2 separate regions of the Bicyclus anynana genome follow, and region 1 is linked to region 2. The links are chromatin contacts, called in public Hi-C maps. All regions are on one chromosome and are shown on one strand. Each heading gives the region's core, a stretch centred on a gene start, on an enhancer-like site or on the middle of the called end of the contact. The rest is flanking DNA. Distances are from core to core; before and after follow the strand shown.

Region 1 (3,345 bases), core at 519-3,018, 39 kb before region 2:
AGCTGGTCGTGCGGCAGCGCGAGAGCGGGGTCGGTGGGGGCGGCGGCGCGCAGCCACGAGGGCGGCGAGGGGCGGGCGGCGCGCGCGTGCGCCACGCACCCGTGGGCGGCGCAGCGCGGGTCGCTCGCCAGGCGCCGCAGCACGCCGCCCAGGCGCGCCGCCACGTGCGGGCAGCTGAGAGCTGACGTCGACAGCGGCACCGGCTGCAGTACTCCGCCCACCACCACCAGCCAGTCGTCGTACTCGCACCTGAGATACAGATGTATTCACATCATTAACAACGCATATTCGGTTTATTGTTGAGCACGAATCTTCTCTCAAGAAAGGTTAGGATAGTCCACCACGCTGGCCCAATGCGGTTTGGTAGGTATAAGTAGTCCGCCTCGTAAGTATTACTGCTTTGTTAGTCGTTAACCTATGTGGTTTCGAAACACAAGTCCTAGGTGCAAGCCTGTGTCGGGTTATATGAGAAACTGAATTTTTCTTTCGTTTCTGAAATTTTCAGTTAAAATTTCTCAGCCTGGAGTTCAAACTTTTGTAGTGTAACGTCACTGCCATGCCTCGGAGAAGCACTTTAGCCGTCGGTCCCGCGGTCACTATCATTATGATATAGTGGTTAATAACATGTGACAGTTGTCTTTAATGAATTTATCATTATTACCCTAAGCCCGTCATACCGTATTGGAGCAGCCTGGTATATCTAAGCTCCATTTATCATTATTACCCTAAGCCCGTCAAACCGTATTACAGCAGCCTGGTATATCTAAGCTCCATATCTCCTCTTCAATAAGGAGGGAGGCCTGGCGCGGGTGAAGTGAGAGCTTACATGTGCTCCAGGATGTCGGCGAAGCAGAGCACGTCTCGCTCGGCGTGGTGGCAGACGTGCGGCGCGGGGCGGGCGCGGTAGTGGTCGTCGATGGCGGCCAGCGCCACGGACGCGAGGTTGGGCGCGGCGCGCGGGTGCGGGCACGCGGCGCCGCTGCCGTGCGTCACCTCCACAAAGCGCCGCACGAGGCTGTGCCCCGAGTTCTGCGCGCTCAGCGCACTGCAAGCCGGAGTTTTAACTAGTAGTGTGGGCTAAGGCTCTTTTTGTGACAGATGTCGCTCTGTACTGCGGTGCTCATTTCATACTTAGAACAAGGCATCATCTCCACGAGAATCTCTGTCACAAGTTACGTGTGGGACACTGCACAGAGATGTGGTTGTTTGTGCTAGAATTAGGTATACATATATTCACTCTCCAATGAGGAGTTGGTACGTTACAGGGAGGTAATTGGCCACTACAGTTATAGCTATGCTAGCGGACATCATTTGCGTATTAGGTGAATGACTTGTACAAAATTACGCACGCGCCTTTGGTATTAATACCTACTACCTATAGGTACTAACATGAATTTGTACACTTACAGCATGTGTATTAATGTTGTATGAAATGGTCAAGGGCAAGGTTAGCAATGTCTGGGTCATGACAAGTTATTAGATACCTAATTAAACTTCATTCTGATATTGTTATTATTAATAGACTTCTTTAGTACCTATTTTTTTATATAATTAATGTTATGATAGAAATGTTTCTACCTGTGCAAGTATTACGTATGCTGACCTAATGTAATCCCTCACGAACTGTCGAGCGTCGGGCGCTTTGCCGAAGTCGACGTTTCGGGTGAGGACACGGCGCACAGGCGGAGCGAGCGCGGGTAGCGGAGCGGAGCGGGGCCGCCGCCGGCAGAGGCGCGCGAGCAACGCACACAGCTCGCCGCTCACACAACGCTCCGCTAACAGTGGCGCCGCAACACTTGATATATTTTCCGCCCACTCTTCCCAATCTGGACTATCCTTATCCTGCCAATGGAAAACGCGTGAAAAGCTAGTTATTTTTTTTTGAATATTAGGTAATCATGTACCAGTACCTATTTACTCAGTACCATACGCCTGGGACTAGTGATGCGTCAGCATTTTATGATTGAGCATTTTTTGGATAAAAATCGTCTCATTCTATAAAACTCAAGAATCATCCAAAAATCTATTTATAGGAGGATGGAAGTGTACACTAATTTTCGCGAACGAAGTCCAGTGTGTCTGCTAGTAGTACCTACTAAAGTGTTTCTCAGATAGCATGGGTACGGTGACAGTTGCCTTATGACGTTCATATTAAGTGACTTTCAAGAGTGAAACAAACTGTCACCGTCCCCATGCTATCTGAAAAACACTATAATGTAGAAAAATACAATTCATAAAGACATTATTTTTTTAGTTTAGGCAGTTCCTCATTTCATACTCGGACAGACGTTGAACGTTGTTATGTAAACTTGTGTTTGTTATTATAACGAGTTGATAATAATTTGTGTAATAAGTTAAATATGGTAATTTGCGTCAATGTTTTTCAACGAAATATACATACGTTAAGCACCTATACCTACTGTTAGTTAAATGCTCAAGGTAATTGGTAAATCATCATTATCAACCCATGTTTGGCTCACTGCTGAGCTCGAGTCTCCTTTCAGAATGAGAGGGTTTAGACCAATAGTCCACCACGCTGGCCCAATGCGGATTGGTACACTTCACACACGCAGAGAATTAAGAAAAAATTAAATTAAATAGGTTGCTCTATACTTAGTACCTAATAATAGATACATTTTGGTACGTACGTTAATAAGTTTTTTAAGTACAAATATATACCCAGAGGCATAACCCGCCCTCTCTAATATGACGCAAGTATATTAAAGTGGGCGAAAAATTGTGCCTCTGAGTATATTTACACCTAGATGGAAATCTGTACAAATTTACTTTATACACATAATTTTTATTTTAAATTCTGTGGTGGGTAAGTATATCTTATTGGTAAGGTAAGAGCTCAGACCAATTATTGTATAGGACCTGCCTCGCTAGACGTTACTTTTCTGTCAAAGTATATGATCAACGATCTAATGCGATGATAAAAACTGTCTCTATAGAATCGATGTTAAATAGTTGTGATCGTGTTCGTCGGTTACAGAGCTCCGTAAAAATACCTTAATGTGTAATTGAATTGTGTAAAAAACGGGCAAAAACTTCTAGTTTAGTATGAGATATACACAAAATCTAAGCTCGTTTTCCTCAGAAAATGACAGAAAACTTTGTTCGTGACTATGAGTGCGATGCAGGTCCTTCTATAATTGGTCTGAGGGTAAGAGTCATATGAATATGCATCCTTCAAAACGTCGACTCTTGAAAAAAATCTTTGACAGGAGTGGGGATAGAATTGACTTCAGAGAATAAAACAAAACTAGCTGACGCCGCGTGGTTCCCGTTCCCGTAGGAAAACAGGCATAATTTATAGCCTATAGCCTTCCTCGATAAATGGGA
Region 2 (3,316 bases), core at 483-2,982:
TTTATCAGCTAATCGTAAGTACCTATGATTCAATCGAAATATAGCTCACGAAATGAACCAGGCAGTTTAATGTCGTCGATTTGATCAATAACACTTTGATTCGGCGCTCACTATGTCGTTTCACTATACAAATTTACACTAAAATTAAACGCGTGTAAAACAAATTACGTGAATCGATCATTATCCGCAAAAACGCTACGGGTTTTATGCGTCAAAATGTAACACATTCGGCCTCGAATAACTCAAGCGGTGTGCGCAAACTGAGGACTATCATGCCTGGCGTTGCGTATCGTACTATATCATTATGTATGTAGAGGACTCGATTGTGGATTTCTTTCTTATTTATATTGACGTACACTCAACATGCGCAACTGCGGACTGCGGCTGCCAACGCCATCTAGCGGCCGGTTCGCGAACCTCAATTAGCTCGTCACGTCACGTATGCTTCACGAGCGGAGTGCTTCTGAAATTCTGTTCACGTATTTACGTAATAGTACGCCGAATAAGTGATAGGTGGCATAAAACGTACGTACAATATAGTTATAGTTACATGACAACTTAAACGTAACGTAACGTAATATTATGAATATATAATAATTTATTTTATTATATAAATCGAATAAACCTTACGAAACCTTTCCTAAAAATTTGCATTTTAATAATGAAAATATCACCCAAAAAAATATATATATATACGGTCGAATTGAGAAACCTCCTCCTTTTTTTTGAAGTCGGTTAAAAACTGATCAATTTTCTTTTTATAATCGTAGACATACAAACATACATACATACAAAGCTCAGACATAGAGATAAGAATCTCCGTTTTTAAACGCATTGAAAAATAAAAAAACATATAAAGATGTCGGGTGACCATTTTCAACTTTGATTGCGACCTGTCTTAATAGTAATAATAATCTTCACAAATGTTTGGTAAATTTCGCAAAAAAAAAAAGCATTTACTTCCCTATTAGCAATTATATTATAAAAGGTAGGTCACATTTTTCACTGTTACTTTTTCAAATTTTGCGAATTAATTCACCTAAAAGAGTTCAACGCGGTTACATTTGTAGGTCAAAATTAGCGGACATAAATATTAATCTGATACTAATATTATGCAGAGGTAGCGTTTGTGTTGTTGTAGGGGATAATCTCTAGATCTACTGAACCGATTTTTAAAATTCTTTTACCACTAGAAAGCCACGTTATTTATAAGTGTCATAGACTATATTTTATCCCCGTATTCTCACGGGAATGGGAACTCCACAGATGAAACCGCGGGGCGTCAGCTACTATTTATTAAATACACAAAATTAAAAAAAAATTATGTAAATGCTCTAAAAAGAGCTCTCACTTTTGGATTTGTAAGACCAGTTTTTTTTTCCAGAGGGATAATAATTCATTTAATTTATTTAATAAAATGAAATTCTTCTTAAAGCGATGTAAGTTTCCGAAAAATATACAAGTGTGACGTAACCTCAGTATATTTACTGCGTTTAGCACCTACTTATGCGTCATTATTATTGCTCAAAAATAAAATGGAACCATTTTCAATAGAATTCCATTTTAATGTTCCATAAATTATTATTGTCGTTGTTATGGATTGTTACATTTTCATACTTTGACCTCGACACCTTTGCATGAATTGAATGTGAAATCGTGGACATGTATGCAAAATATTTTTGGTTGAAAATAAATACATAATAATATGTTTAAAGATTATAGATTACTTGAATGGGTATGTTCAAAGGTTAATGAGTTAGTAACTATATTTATTACAAACTCAAGAAAAGTTTATACATTTCATTAAAAACATCTAAGAGACTATCTATACTAATATTATAAAGCTGAAGAGTTTGTTTGTTTGTTCGATTGAACGCGCTAATCTCAGGAACTACTGGTCCGATTTGTAAAATTCTTTCAGTGTTAGAATGCCCATTTATCGACGAAGGCAATAGGCTATATATTATCCCTGTATTCCTACAGGAACGGGAACCACGCGGGTGAAACTGCGTCAACTAGTCGAAAAATATTACTCTAATTATTATAAAACTTTATGCCTTTGTGGCAAGGCAAGAAACAATAAATTGTATATAATGACAGATTTAGTGATAATAATCATTTCATCACTAATTAGTATCGTTTCTTACTAATTACTATACTATAGTTACTACCATTACCTACTAGTATTTGTATTTGTGCAATATTACATTTTATACTGTTGTTGGAATAAATTATCTAAGTTTTCACATAGCTAACATCTAGATTATCTAGCTTTAACTGAACTAGTAGGTAACTAGGATATATAGTTATGGGTAGGTATAGTTTTTTATTGTATAGATAATTGTGATAGTTATAACATACAGCGCGTAATGATTCAAAATAAATTAACAGCTGCAAACGACAACGATTGCTATGGATTAGTAATACACATTTTGATGATTGCGTCAATTTATCGCTATGTAACCACGCGCAAAACACCATGAAGGCTTCAATTGTGAGGGAAATACCAATTGTTGCAGTAAGGACATATTTAATACTGGCTCATCTCGTCTGAATTTATAACTATATTACTAAACGCGTGCGATCAAAGCCAGTTTATGATTAGCCGGACAGCTGCTAAGTTATATATCGCGTTATGTGTCTGTGGTTACTCACTGCCTGTTTGGGGCTTTTGCCTGCGAACCCCTCACCACCTGCTACAATCGTAGTTGTGCAGGGGATTCCTACGCCGATACTTCAGCCTACAACCGCGGCAACTACTGCAACAACTGCAACTACTGCAGCCACAACAGCGACGACTACTACCACTACAACTACGACGACGACTACGACAACGACGACAGCGCGTCCACCAAATGTAACAGTAACACCAGCTCCAACAACAACTACGACAGCTGCACCAACAACAACGACAACTGCAGCGGCAACAACAATCGCCGGTAACATAACACCATCATCATCACTAACCATAGCAACACCTTCCATGAAATCGACTAACACAAAGTCATCTGCCGAAGAGTATTTACCTGTTTTACTATGTAATGATCCTGATGTGATATGTGTTTCTAATCCTGACGAAAACGCTTCAGGCTCACTGCAGATCGATCCTCGACTTGGCACCACTGCGGCGGCGTTGCAACCACTGATAACCGGCTACAGCGCACAAGTGCCCTCGTTCGATACAGCAGTTAGATTCCCCCGAGAACGCAGGAGTTTGAAACATAGAAAATGGAGACTTGAAGATTTAGTGGGAACTGAGAACGCACATAATAATGCACACAAGATACGTAAAAGGCAAAGCTGTCGATGTGTTCCA

Evidence for each region. A called contact is a pair of places that touch in the nucleus more often than the background predicts.
Region 1: a Hi-C map of whole larva shows a contact between it and region 2, with 7 times the contacts expected there. The contact joins the enhancer-like site here to the promoter of LOC112057365 in region 2. A contact is called at or near these places in 2 of 2 Hi-C or Micro-C datasets (whole body and whole larva).

The regions. Positions count from the first base shown.
Region 1 is chr1:9,179,099-9,182,443 of ilBicAnyn1.1, reverse strand. It overlaps LOC112049620 (C-Maf-inducing protein), which reads right to left. Exons shown (of 14, transcript XM_024087585.2): 7 at 1,604-1,842; 8 at 827-1,045; 9 at 1-249. Among protein-coding and RNA genes, the nearest start is that of LOC112049608, 31 kb to the left of the region's middle. Within about 2 kb of position 1,768, at least 8 of the 8 cell types and tissues checked have open chromatin away from gene starts, as enhancers often do.
Region 2 is chr1:9,140,516-9,143,831 of ilBicAnyn1.1, reverse strand. It overlaps LOC112057365 (phenoloxidase-activating factor 2-like), which reads left to right and starts at 1,732. Exons shown (of 8, transcript XM_052881777.1): 1 at 1,732-1,735; 2 at 2,741-2,923; 3 at 3,090-3,316. The coding sequence starts at 1,732. It overlaps LOC112049620 (C-Maf-inducing protein), which reads right to left and starts at 316. Exons shown (of 14, transcript XM_024087585.2): 1 at 1-316.